Linked DNA regions of Mus musculus: region 1 is linked to region 2. The links are chromatin contacts, called in public targeted proximity ligation maps. All regions are on one chromosome and are shown on one strand. The core of a region is the stretch at or near the end of the contact, and the rest is flanking DNA. Distances in the headings are between cores, read along the strand shown. Region 1 holds the start of Tjp2 (tight junction protein 2). Region 2 overlaps Fam189a2 (family with sequence similarity 189, member A2).

Region 1 (7,088 bases), core at 293-2,792, 220 kb before region 2:
CATGGGTAGGTGTTTTTCCTTTCTTAGTAAATGGAGGCACAATTGGTATGCTTTTATTTGCTTAACAGTTTGCTTGTGCTCATTTTTCTTAAAGTGATACTTTCTTAAAGCCTGAGCCTTCAGGTTTGATCTTCCTTTGCCTGGGGCGTGTGTGTGTGTGTGTGTGTGTGTGTGTGTGTGTGTGTGTATTGGCAGGTCTGATAACACCTGTTCCTCAGGATCTGTCCATGTTGGTTTATAAGACCGGGTCTTTCATTTTTCGGGGGCTGGTAAATCCAAGGATCTGTCTCCCCAGCTCTGGGATTACAAATCTGTGCTACCACTCCTGGTTTCTCTTGTTGGGGTTTTGTTTTTGTTGTTGTTGTTTTTGTTCTTTTTTTTTTTTCCTTGAGAGAGTGTCTCAGTTGACATAGTTACTCCTGGCGAAAGGGTTTTGTGGGGAGGAGAGGGCGCTCGTGCGCGAAGTTGCCTGGAATAGAACCTCAGCATCCTTTACAGGATTTTTAAAAAAGCAAACTAAAATACTTAAAATTGCAACGCAGTGGGCAAGTGCGAGCATTCACACCGCACAACTATCACCACTATCCATCTCGCCATCACCACAACTTTTATCCTGTACCCTGGAATCTTCTTAGGATTTTTTTTCCCCCCTGAGACAGGGTTTCTCTGTGTAGCCTGGCTATCCTCGAACTCACTCTGTAGATCAGGCTGGCCTCGAACTCAGAAATCCGTCTACCTATGCCTCCCAAGGGCTGGGATTAAAGGCATACGCTACCACTATCCAGCTTTTCTTTTTATTTTTTTTTTTTTCTTTTTCTTTTCTTTTCTTTTTTTCTTCCTAGGATTTTTTAACCAGACTAGGTTAAATGGAAGGCGAACTTGCGCCCCGGGTGCAGCCTTGGGCACTAGGCACATTCCTCCTTCCCCGCGGTGTGACTAAGCAGGCTCTGGGCTTAGTGCTCCGCCCTCACCTATTGTCCCCCGAGAGGAACCGGTATTTCCGGATTGGAGCCTCAGAGCCAGAGAACCAGGGAGGTTGGAGGGGGAGGGGGATTGAAATTGATCTTAAAACTTATCTTTCACCGATACCATTACCCGTTTCTCTTCTTCCCCAAACAAAAATCAACCCGTTCCACTCCCCTACCGTATACATACAGTGACCCACAAACACCCTTCCCGTGGTTTCTGAGGGGTGACTGACCTTTCCTCGCCAGCACCTGCGGAAAGACTGAAAGCAGATCTGGGCACGAATTAGATAAACCCTGCGAATGTTTATACTCTTGAGCCGAAGCTTGGGGGTTTTGCTGAGAAAAGAGGCGGAAGCGTCGCTCAATCCCTGCCCCACCGCTGGGTGGCGCCGGTGAGGCCTCCCCCTCCGCCAACAGGACGACCCAAAGTGGCGCGAGCTACTTTTTTTTTTTTTTTCCGGGTCTGGAGGAAGCAGGTGATGGCCACCGCCCATCTACCCTCCCCCTAACCACACACACTCTAGATAGGCACTTGTCCCCCTTTCTTCTAGCCCTCCAAACAGGAAATAGGTTGAGTCACAACAATACCCAGGAACGGCCGGTGGCGGAGGTCACTGGCTCCCGCCTGCTGCGGCAGCCCGCGGCACTCCGCCTCCGGACAGGCGCTGCCCGCGCTGCGCCGCCCGACGCCTGGGACCGTCGCTTTCTGCGCGCTGACTCTGCTGGCTGCCGCCGCCCCCCTTCTCCAGGCGAGTACCTGCGGCTCTGTCCCTCCCGGGGTACAAGATTGCTCTGGAGCCTTGGCTCGCCGCGGGGCAGCGTGCGTGAACGCCGGTTGTCCCCGTGGGGTTTGGGATGTGATTTCTTGAGCACTGCTTTTTGCGTGCGTACTTCCATCTCCCACCCTTGGGCAGCCTCGCATCACCGGGGTTGACTTAGGGTCACCCGGGATCTGAGTTTACGCCGCTGCTACAGGTGCCTGGCTCCTCCTTGTCCTTCCAGGCGGGGACATTGTTTCGCTCCCGCAGAGCGTCTCTTCTGCTAGATTCAGAGGGCCTTTGGGTTTCTGTTGGCAGCGATGGTATCTAAGGGGTGGGTGACCTGAACGGGCGCGGAGCGAGGGAAAGCTGGTGTCTGTGTGCAGGTGGGGGCGATCCTGGTGACCATGAGTCTGCCCCCTCCCCCGCCGCCGACAGGAAAACAGTCCCGTCGCTTTGTGAAACATTTAATTCGACTTTGTGTGTGTGTGTATATATATATTTGGGGTCTTTCGACTCTTTTATAAAGGACGAGCCGAGTTGTCAACACAGGGCGTTGTCAGCTCTCCAGGGCTGCTTTCCGTGGCTTTTCTATGGGACTCTCAGTCAAAGCCGAGTTGGAGATTTTTATGTTGGAAAAAGGCCACCGAATGCCAAGCATTCTCCGAGCTTGAAAAGGGTGTTTTCCAGGCTGCTGCAGTGTGCGAGAGGGTTTCTGAGCTACTGTCTCTGAGTTGTCCACCGCGCCTTCCCAGGTCCGCAGGTGTGCGGGTTCTGTTCAGAGGCTCCTCTGGCCTCTAAAAGTTTCCCGACTTTCCTAGTTCATTTGAAAGACCAGTTTCCTGGTAAGGAGAGAGGGATTCTGGGACATTGCCTGGGGGCCTCTTGAAAACCCAGGTTTCAGGCCGCACCCTAGACCTGTTAGCCCTGGGATCTATTTGCACTTTGACCTTTGGGAACCTTTGGCCCAAGAAAAGTGGCGGTGCCCAGCTAAGGAATGAATCACGTCGGACTCCTACTCAGCCTTAAATCTGAATGCTATTTTAAAAATGGGGACAGACAGTACAGCCACACTGGACCTACCCACTCCGCCCCCAGAGCCATTGGCTCTTTATTGAGATTTGAAGATATTTGGCTAACATATAAGGCTGCAGGTTTTTTTGTTTCTGGCCTTGAAATGTGCCTTAAAATGATACGGAACGTGAAATTGAGCATTTTAACCTTCCTAAATGTTAAGTTAAACGGCACCGAATGCCCTCAGTTTTCTTCAGGGGGCTGAGAATCCTGACTAGGAATGTAATAGGCAGAATAGATGCAACATTACTAAGTGGCCAAGGTAGGCTAGCTGCAGGATTCTGTTGTGTGCTTTCCATTAAGGAAGATAAAGAGCCAGGAGGGTTTTCTTTTGTCTAGACTGCAATGGAATGGAGTCACCTAGGGAGTGGACTCAGCCCGCATGAATTAACTAAGTATAGATTCCCCGAAATCTCTTAATTCCTCATTGCCTTGGTACTAAGTAATGAAACTGCACTTAAAAAAAAATTACAGGGCTGGAGAGATGGCCCAGAGGTATTAGCACTGACTGCTCTTCCAGAGGTCCTGGAGTTCAATTCCCAGCAACCACATGGTAGCTCACAACCATCTGAAATAGGATCTGGTGCCTTCTTCTGGTGTGTCTGAAGACAGTTACAGTGTACACATATGCATTAAATAAATAAGTCTTTAAAAAACTTACTTTTTATAACAGAGCTTGGTGGCACTCAGCTTTAATCTCAGCGCTCAGAAGACAGCAGGATGAATTCTGTGAGGTCCAGGCCAGCATGGTTACTAGCAAACTCTAGGCTAGCTAATGAGTGTTTTCTCCTACCTTATGGGTCCTGGGGTGGGAGGGAGCCTTAGACTTGGCTGCAAGCCCCTCTACTGCATGAGTCTTCATTGCTACCCCCACCTCCACCCCACCCCACCCCCTTGTGTGTGAGTGTGTGTGTGTGTGTGTGTGTGTGTGTGGTTGTGTGTATGTGTGGTATGTGTATGTGTTTGTGTGAGTGAGTGTATGTGTGTGTGTGGTATGTATAGTGTGTGTGTATGTGTGTGTGGTGTGAGTGTGTTTATGTGGTGTGTGTATGTGTGTGCTTGTGTGAGTGTGTATGTGTGTGTGTATGTGTGTGTGTGGTATGTGTGTGTTGTGTGTATGTATGTATGTGTGTGTATTGGTGTGTGTGTGTGTATGTGTGTGTATGTGTGTGTTTGTGTGTGTGTGTGGTGTGTGAGTGTGTATGTTGTATGTGTGTGTGTTGTGTGTGTGTATATGTGTGTGGGTGTGTGTGTGGTGTGTGTGCGGGTGTGAGCGCTGTATGCACCGGCATGTGGAAGCCAGAACTTGACATCAGGTGGCTTCCTACCTTCTATCCTGAGGCAATGTCTCTCTCTCACTTGAACCCAGAGCTTCCTGATTTGCCTGTCCAGCTCGCCAGCTTGCTCTGAGGGTCCCTGTCTTCGATTCCCAGTGAGATTACAGTCTGGGCTCTGCCCCACAGTTACTGTTGTCCACAAGTGAAGTTTGAGTGGCAAGTTCTTTACCCACTGAGCGGTCTCTCCAGTCCCTCCCCTACTTTCATATATATATATATATATATATATATATACACACACACACACACACACACAAACACACACACACACACACACACACACACACACACACACACACACATATATATATATATATTTATAGTAAAGTGTATATGGGTGTTTTGGTGTTTTGCCTGACTAAAAGTCTGTGAGCCGTGGTCTGTCTAGTGCTCTTGGAGACCAGAAGAGGGCATTGTATTCATTAACTTTGAGGTTACAAATATTGGGTTTTGGGGAAATCAAACCTAGGTCCTCTGGAAGAACAGCCAGCGCTCTTAACCACTGTGATGTCTCTCCAACACGCCGCCCTCCCCACTTCATTTAACACGGACTTTTAAGTTTTAAAAGTAGCCTGAATGAACTTTAAGAAAAAGCTTCTCTCCGCAAATATTGGAGCCACAGCAAGACTTGAGGGGACTAAAAAAAGATTTTAAATAGAAATTTAAAATATTTCCACCTGTTTTTAAAATATATTTGTAAAAGATTTATTTTATGTTTGTCTATGTGTCCATGTGTGGGTGTGTGCCCGATAAGACCGGAAGAGGGCGTTAGATCCCTTGGAGCTGTAGTTCAAAGACTGGGTGTGTTGGGAACCCAACCTTATAGAGTTCTGCACTTAACCTCTGAGCTCCAATCCCTTCCTGTTATGTTAATGTTCAGGGTGAGGGTCCAGTAGCCCCATCCACAGTAATAAGGATGTTTCTATAGCTTAGGAAATTGTTATAGTGATGAGTTGTTTTCATTTGTTAAAAGCTTCAGTTTGTGGTCTGGCGGCACATTTTCCATGAGAACATAAATGTGAACAGGTCTCAGAAGTCATTGTGATAGATCAAGAACATGACTCAGGACACACAGCAGACGGGGCGCAACGGTGCTGGGCACTTTAATAAATAACTGCCTAGTGGCAGGTCCTTCAAACAGGCTCCTTCTTTTCTTTCTTAAGACTCATGACTGATTGTGTTGGGACTTTCATCTGAAGGAGGTACGCACACGGAGGAAGGAGTTTACAGCTTCCTTTGATTGAAAAGTCCCTTTGAAATTGTTGACAATAACTCAGCCAAGATCTAGCAAGAAAGTCTGTCCATTCCCCGCCCCCCCCCCCCCCCCCCAGAGATTCCGGCATTCACAGCGTTCCAACCGCTAATTCTTCTTACTTCTGCAAGGCTGAGTGGAGCGGAGTTTCCCTCCTTTCTTAGAATAGCTTTGAAAACATACTGTAGTTTCATGTTTTATCTAGCGACAAATGCTGTTTTGTTTGCAGTCCACAGAGAAGGGGGAAAAATCTTTAGGAAACAACCGAGGAAAAATGTTATTAAAAATGAAAACCTGCCAAGTCTTTGGCTCACTAAATCCGGGGTTTATATTGGAATATGTAGGTGTAGGCACCTGTAGTGGTTCTCTTATATAAACAGGTTTAGGAGTCAACTCGGGAAACTGTGCATGCACACACACTTGAGTGGACATTCAAACTAAGACACTGTTTTAAACTTTATTATTTTATCAATTCTTATGTATGGGCCTTTTGCCCATGTATAGGCCAGTGCACCACATCATTTAGTGCCCTCAGAGGTCAGAAAGGGCATGTGGTGCGCAGATGTACATTTGAACAAAACACCCATACAGAAAGCAGAGGATAACAACAATAAAGACATAAGAATCAGTCTGAGCCGGGCAGTGGTGGCACACTCCTTTAATCCCAGCACTTGGGAGGCAGAGGCAGACGGATTTCTGAGTTCAAGGCCAGCCTGGTCTACAGAGTGAGTTCCAGGACAGCCAGGGCTATACAGAGAAACCCTGTCTTGAAAAAAACCAAAACAAACAACCAAACAAAAACTCAGTCTTAGTTTGCCAGTTCTAATCTGCACCCCCTCTCCTCTTCCTCCTCCTTTTTTGAGACAAGGTCTCTGTTTATAACCCTGGCTGTCCTGGGACTCATTCTATGGACTAGGCTGGTGTTGAAATCATAGATAGATATCCTCCTGCCTCTGCTTCCCAAGTGCTGGGATTAAAGGCATCTGATCCATCACCATGCCAGGCCTCTCTTTTTCTAAATGAATGCTTCTTGATACTAGTCTTCATGGAGATTTGGAATACTGGTTTCTCCATAAGAAAGATTAAGGCATTTAACTTTGATTTAGTGTTAGTAAACACTTGGTGTATGATCATTGTAAACCAGAAATTTCTGAATATACTGTGATCCAATCGCCTTCACAATAACCTCAGAGGGCTCTCCAGCTCCTCCCTGCAGCCCCCTCCACTCCTCCCTGCAGCCCCCTCCAGCTCCTCCCTGCAGCCCCCTCCAGCTCCTTCCTGCAGCCCCCTCCAGCTCTCCCTGCAGCCCCCTCCAGCTCCTCCCTGCAGCCCCCTCCAGCTCTCCCTGCAGCCCCCTCCAGCTCTCCCTCCAGCCCCCTCCAGCTCCTCCCTGCAGCCCCCTCCGACTCTCCCTCCAGCCCCCTCCAGCTCCAGCTCCCTCTCCAGTCCCCCTCCTGCCACGCCCCCCCCCCCCCCCCAGCCTCTCTCCTCTCATTTCACAGAACCGACATTGAGGTCGCCCTGATCATCTTGCTTGAAACCATGGTTCCTTCTCTTGTCATTCACCCGTATCAAATCAGAAGCGCTTGGCTGCCTGTTCTCGCTCACTGCCAGGAAGCTAGATACCCACCCATTCATTCTTCATTTGATTCTTCTGGAATATCAGGTTCTGCACTATAAGTGCACTAAAGTCAATGGA
Region 2 (7,238 bases), core at 633-3,132:
TTGGCTGTTATTGATTGTGTTTTTAAACTGACATTTAAGCATCTGTGTTTGGGGAAATGATAAGTCTAGGTGCTGATATTTGTTGTTGTCCTTGTTGGGTGGGCAGTTTGCTCCTTGGTTTCTGTTGCCCTCTCCAGTTCCTAGGAGTGTGTGGAGAGTACGGAGGCCGTGTTTCCTGGTAGAAAAGTCTTCTGGGGTCATGAGAGGTGTGGCTGCTGGGGGATCCAGGTAACATGCATTTCTATGTATTGGGAGCTGACACTTAGAAGTAGGAATGGTCTAGGAGATAAGGACACTGAGAGGGTCCACAGGAGGGAGGAAGCAGGGTGTTCTACCAGGATCTGCTTAGTCCCTTGGGAATGGGGCAGAGAGTGAGGAGAGGCCACAGTAGGTGGTTTGCTACAGAGCTGGGGGTGAGACTGGGGACTGGACTTAGAGGGAGAGGTGAAGATCATCAGTTAGCTGACCTGCTTCTCTGCCCTGAATGCTGCTTGGAGTTTTGCCTCTGTTTCCCTCAGTGAAGGCCTGTGACCAGGGACCTGTAAGTCAAATAAACCCCTTCTGCTCCAAGTTGCTTTTAGTAATGGTCTTTATCACAGCAATAGAAATCAAACTAAGACACGCAGCAATAAGAAAAGCAATGAATACTAAGGGGAAAAAAAACCCTACTTCCACTTATGAAAAGAGCTTGTTAGTCATTGTATTCTTTTTAAAAATAAAAGCTAGGGATGTGTCTATTTCTCCTAGCACTCAGATCTGATGGTGTGCCCCTCAGTTAACAACTGTAAACCCCCATGGCCTTTGTGCTAGTCCACATCCCTCCATGCCCCCCACTTTCTAAAATACTTTTTATTTCTTCTTTTGGTGACTTTATAATATTAAATTATATATTTCTATGTCTAGTTCCTTCGCCTTGCATGATATCTTTTGACTGTGTTTTTTTTAATAAGAAGAAATTAGCCATTTCACCTCCTTTCTTCATCCCATCCCCCAGTTTTTGATGATAACATTATCATATTATGACATTTTGCTTTTGGAGTCTGTTATAGCATCCAGATCTTGCCTGTTGCGATTGCTCCTACAGAGCCATACCCATGGCATTCACAGTGTGTTTACACTGTGTCTTTACACTGTGAATGGTTCTTTCTGTCTTAGGGAGTTAGAAGCAGAGTCTGTGTGTCACATTCACCTGAGGCCTCTAGGAGAGGTTCTGATTGCTCCCACATCCTAGCCTGCCTTAGATGATCTAAGCTTGCAAAACAGTTCCTGAAAACCTGTTTTGCAGCCCTTACCTGATCTCTGTCCCCCTGGCCTATAAAAAGATTAGGGTTTAAAGAGACAAATGTTTTAGAGAAAGTTACTAGGTTGTGGTGGCATTATGAGTTCCTGCTCCCCTCAGGGGGTACTTAGAGATAAGCACTTGGAGACCTGATATGGGTCCCTGGGTGTTTGCCTGTGCCAGCATTGTGCCTAAAAGGGCTGGTTGGAATGTCTCGTGGTCTCAGTTGGGAAACAGCTGTGTATTCACAGACTTGGCTCCAGGAGAATGCTCATAGCTGGCAGGCTGGACCTGTAGGAGAGTGTTGGCTCTGAGAAGTGGGGAAACCACGGGGAAAGAGACTGGGCTTGCACTACTGATGGCCAGCCAGGGACTGTGCCTCGGCAGGCAATAGGTGTCCCAGAGGAGCCAGTGGGGGATTCCTTGGTGGAGAGTCCCCAGATGTGCTAAGATTGAACCTAATCCTTAGATTCAATAATGAGACATTAGTAGTCACCGCTCCAGCCAGATGGCAAGCTGCAAAGTAGACACAAGACATAGGAAGAGTGACATTGCAGTTGCCCACTGCCCTTCCCCTGAGCTATGCTTGTTCCCCACAGTCATGAGCCCAGTGCCAGGGAGCCAAGCCAACATTCAAATGAAGTTCCAAGCTTTCACTAGGACACAAATACGGACATTCTAACCACTGAATTTTAATTATGAGGTCATCAGAGGTCATTTTTCATCTCACACTGGAAGAGATGTCAGGGACCTAGCCTTGAATTCCATCTAAGTAGATGGAGGAGCAGTAAACCCCACGGAGCAGGCTTGACTAACACTAGGAAGGAACAGCAACCCATTTCTCTCCAGAGTCCGGCTTGTACACACTGTTCCCGGTGACACCAGGAGCATGGTGGGCGGTGAGCAGGAGACGTAATCCCGAGTCACTCAGGGGAGCAGTGTCATGAGCAGCCAAGCCAAATGCATTACTGCTCTTGATGTCATATTTTCACAGGCTTCTGTTTCAGACCATGGCTTTGTGTTGGCTTCTTCTCTCTGGCTAGAGGCAACTCAAGGAAGAGAGTTTTATCCTTAGATCTGTGGTCTGTCCTGTCGCGTGTGTTTTACCTAGAGCATTAGGCAGACATCCGTATCTGTTCTTTTGCATGTCTGTTTTGGCCCATCGTTGGAGAGGATACACTGTCATGATAGGGAAGTGGTAGCGGGAGCATGAGGTGGGTGGTCACATCCAGACTGCAGTTAGGGGACAGAGGGAGATGAATGTTTGTTCTCAGGCCACCGTCCCTCTGCTCTTTAATCTGTAGTGGACCCCAGCCTGTGTGTTGGTGATGTCTACTTTCAGGATAGCTCCTCCTCCTCCTCTTCCTCCCCCTCCCCCTCCCCCTCCCCCTCCTCCTCCTCCTCCTCCTCCTCCTCCTCCTCCTCCTCCTCCTCCTCCTCCTCCTCCCTTAAACCTGTATAGAAATGCCCCAGCAGAGATGAGTCTTCTAGGTTATTCTCAAGCCAGTCTAGTTGTCAGTAAAGGTGAACCATTAAGTCTCTTGTGTTTTCCTTGAACTTTTGTTAACAGTCTCTTGGCTCTGGGGCTAGAGATGTAGTGTTGTGCCAGGAAAATGTTAGTGACTCCCCCAAAACAGACAGGGATGCAACTCAAAGCAGGGTCTTTATTCTATTTGAGCTAGCTTCCCCCAATCCCCTCCAACCCACCGCCATCATGCAGAATGGTTTTGGCGTGTGTTTCTTGACACACGTTTCTTCTATTTGAGTTACTTCCCCAAAGTTGCAAAGGTATGTCCCAGGGAAAGCATTCTCTCCTTGCCCTGAATGTTTATTGGGGGCAAGGCTTTATAGTAAGCAGCAAGCAGGGAGTATATGTGTTCAAGCATCTAATTGGAAAGCTCCTGTGGCCTTGAACATGATTGGCTGGTGCTGGGAGACATATCACAAACTTAACTTCTGCTCTCCTCTGCATTTGTGGTTATTTGGCAGGAGGTAGGTTTGTAACCTGGGGGTGCAGGTTTGTTGGAAGACTAACCCAGAGACACTGGTCTTGTTGAGGGTGTAACCTGAAAATGGTGGGGCTTTTTTTGAGGGGTGATTAGCCTAGAGACTGGAGCTAGGCTCAGGTTTTGTTGGGGGGCAACTTGGAATCTAATGCTAGGTACCAGCCTGTTAGTTTACCTGAGTTCAAACTCAGGTTCTCTAAAATGGAATCTGAACTTTAAAGATCTGGCATCTTAGTAGCTCAGTTGGTAAGTGCTAGCCCTGGAGAGGTGGAGACAGGAGGATCAGAAATTCAAGATCAGCCATCGATACATAGTGAGTTTAGGCTATCATGGGCTACATGAGACTAAGTCTCTGTCTGGACATACACTGACTCTGAATGTGAGCTTTATGTATCTAGTTTCTTGACACACTTTTCTTCTATTTGAGTTACTTCCCCAAAGTTGCAAAGGTATGTCCCAGGGAAAGAATTCTCTCCTTCAACCTTTAGAGTAGCCACTGAGATCTTTTAGTAAAACCTGAAAAATGTTCATGTCACCTGAAGAGAAATCAGAGTGGCAGTGTGTAAAATGATTAATATTCTGTATCTATTAATTAATTAATGCTGGAAAATAATATGGCAGCAGTTGTACCTTAAACAGCTAGCTCTTCAAATCACCATACAGAGACCTTTTAATATTTCAAAGCTGTCTAGACTGTCATCTAGCTCTTCTAAGCTAACCCAACCACCTAGCCTCATCCAGCCACGTGGCTAACTAGCTATACCTTCCAGGCCTGTCATCACACCAGTCTCTTCCCATGTCTCCTGGCAAAAGAAATTTCTCCTCCTTCTCCCCAGAGTTCCTTTTTCCCTCCCAGGGGGACAAAAAGTGGGAAGTTTTACTTTCCACTTCCTGCCCAGCAAATTGGCCGTCAGTTTTTTATTAATGCCAATCAGAGAATGCCTTAGGTAGGTGAGGAAGGACAGAGACATAACGTCACACAGCATACCCTAACAGCACTGAACTCTTAACTTGAAAATACATCTTTTTATTTTATTTTTTTATTTTTTGTAGGAACGATCTTTGATTGGGGGAGGGTTCACCAATCCTTCTTGCCCGCGGTCTTCCTCGTGGCTGCCAGCAGGTTGCTCAGCTCCTCCCGCTTTCCCTAGGTGCGGATGTGCGTGGCCCCACCTTCTTCTTGATGAACTTGAGTGAGCTCTTGTCCTTGGACACTTTGAGAAACTCCATGGCTCGCTGCTGGCTCGTAGGGCACGAAGCTGCACACCTCCTGGATCATGTCCCACACGAACTTGGGTGTGCTTGTGACAGCGGCTGAGACAGGGTACCCCGGCTCTCGCCCGCCCCACGCCCGCATGCCGGGACACCCCGCGGGACCAGGAGGCCCGATGGGGGCAGATAAGCCTTGAAGAGACCCACTTACCTCAAGAAACATCTTTTTTAAACACTGATTTTTTTCCCACTATCTTTATGATTATTTCTTCCTCTGCTCTTTCTTGAGCATCAAATAATCAGAAGACCCAGTGTAAACTAGGGCCACTTGGAGTCAGTCTCTCTTTCTCTTTTCTTAAATTTTCACAATTTCGGTTTTAATTACTTGTGTCCTCTATTTTATCTTTTGGAGATTTATTTGTGTGTGTGTGTGTGTGAGAGAGAGAGAAAGAGAGAGAGAGAGAGAGAGAGAGAGAGAGAGAGAGAGAGAGAGAGAATATGAATATGCCAGATCTGTGCCCTCAGAGGCCAGAGGAGGGTCTTAGATTCTTCAAGTGGGAGTTCCCCAATGTAGATGCTAGGAATCGAACTCAGTTCCTCTGAAAGACCATCAAACCCTCTTAACTACCGAGTCTGCTCCAACCCTTCGTCAGTTCTTAATTTATCTTCTAGGTGTTCCTTTTATTTTTGCTTTTTTCATTCTATAGTAATATTTATTTCATAATTATAACTTTGCGACACTATTAACAACTTTTGATCACCAAATTATTCTTTCCATAGCAGCGATTCTTGTTTGGTGTGTGCTGTGTTTACAGCTCTCTTTGAAGATATATGTGAGATATATTAATATATTTTTATTATCTGAGAAGTATGCTGTCTGCGTTGTAGTGGGTGGTGCTGTCTCACTTCGTCTGGAGAGATGTAAAGAAGAAATGCCCCAGCAGTTCCAGAAAAGGAGCCAAGAATAGATTAAAGAAATGACAGCAATATATAGGGAATGCCACAGGAAACTTGTTACTTTATGTGCTAACAATAAAGATATTTTGAAAAACACATAAGAGCATATCTGACACTTTAAATATTAATCTCCTTCTTTACTAACTTTGAAACAGAGCTGTTCTGGTGATCCGAAGTTAGTTACTAGTACTGGCTAGTTTTATATATCAACTTGACACAGCTTAGAGTCATCTGAGAGGAGGGATGAGAAAATGCCTCCATAAGCCGTGGCTTGTAGACAGGCCTGTAGGGCATTTTCTTAATTAGTGTTTCATAGGGTGAGACTCAGCCCATTTCTGGTGGAGTCATCTCTGGGATGGTGGTTCTGGGTTCTATAAGAAAACAGGCTAAGCAAGCTATGAGGAGCAAGGCAGTAAGTGGCATCCATCCATGGCCTCTGCATCAGCTTCCATCTCCAGGTTCCTGCTCTGTTTGAGTTCCTGTTGTGAGTTCTTTTGATTAAGAACAATGATCTGGAAGTATAAGTTAAAGAAACCCTTTCCTCCCCAAATTGTTGTGCTCATGGTGTTTCATCGCAGCAATAGTAACTCTAAGACAATCAATAAGATTGTATTATTTTGGGACTGGAGCACTGAAGCACTTGTGGCTCCTGCAGGACCTAGATTCTATTCCCAGATCCACCTAGTATCTGTAGCTCCAGTTCCAGGGCATCTGATATCCCCTTCTGATCTCTGACGGGAGCAGGTGATCACATGGCACACACATGCAGGCAAGATGCTCATACACACAAAATAATAAATGCATCTAAATATAATTTTAAAAGATCATATACATTGACTATAAAAAGTAACTCCTTTTGAAAAGGTGTGTCTCTTTGTGTGTGTGAGAGAGTGTATATGTATGTTTGCACTATTCCACGAGTGTGTGCACACTCCATGGCACACATATGGAGGTCAGAGAACAACCTTCTACAGTCAGCTCTCACAGTCCACCTTGTTGAAGGGGAGACCACTCTTGTTTCTGATGCTTTACCCCAGGTTAGCTGGCCCATGAACTTCTTGGGTTGATTCTCCTGCCTCTTGTCTCCGGTCTCATAGAAACATGGAGAAGCTAGGTATAGATGCGTGCTACCACATCTCCCTTTTTACATGGATTTGGGGGATCAAACTCAGGTTGTACTTTAGGGTTTACCTGCTGAGCCAGTGTTCTCTCCTTGTCCCTCAAACTTCTCTTCTTATGGTATGGACACTTCGAAGCACACTGCAAATGGAGAGAAACCTAGAAAGCTCCCATGTATAGTCCAGCTACAGTAACCAACACTTGTCCAAAAGGATATCATAGAGACTCCTAACGACTTCCCTCCTCCTCAGCCTCTGGATGGCTTTGAAGCAAAGCCCAGCACGGCCATTTCATCTTTTAATGCCTTAGGATATAGTTATAAAGGACAGACACTTTATTGGTCTTGCTAAGCATCTAGTCACTGCCTCATAGTCACTGCTTTTATGGCTCCTTTGCTTTGATTAGAGCCAAACAACCACCGTGCATTGCATCTGGCTGATGTTTCTCTGCATTTCTGTAGTCCGTAACTCTCTCTTCCTTTTTTGTTTTGTTTTTTTGTTTTGTTTTTCCTGATGAAGAAACTATTTTTTGTCTATTTGAGTTATAATGCATTTTGTGGTGGGTTCGCCACATCCTTCTGTCCCCCTGATTCCCTGAAAACTGGCTGCCAAATCTGTAGGCTTGACCTTGCTCAGGTTGCATTCTGGGAGGCAAAATCCTCCCTC

What was found.
Region 1: a contact with region 2 is called in a targeted proximity ligation map of bone marrow-derived macrophages, with 3 times the contacts expected there. A contact is called at or near these places in 2 of 39 promoter capture datasets (both in the 3T3-L1 cell line), 3 of 130 datasets of targeted methods (bone marrow-derived macrophages, extraembryonic endoderm stem cells and pancreatic cancer cells) and 1 of 9 other capture datasets (embryonic stem cells).

The regions. Positions count from the first base shown.
Region 1 is chr19:24,219,480-24,226,567 of GRCm38.p6, reverse strand. It overlaps Tjp2 (tight junction protein 2), which reads left to right and starts at 1,542. Exons shown (of 24, transcript NM_001376368.1): 1 at 1,542-1,717.
Region 2 is chr19:24,002,140-24,009,377 of GRCm38.p6, reverse strand. All of the region lies in intron 2 of Fam189a2 (family with sequence similarity 189, member A2), which reads left to right. Among named protein-coding and RNA genes, the nearest start is that of Fam189a2, 25 kb to the left of the region's middle.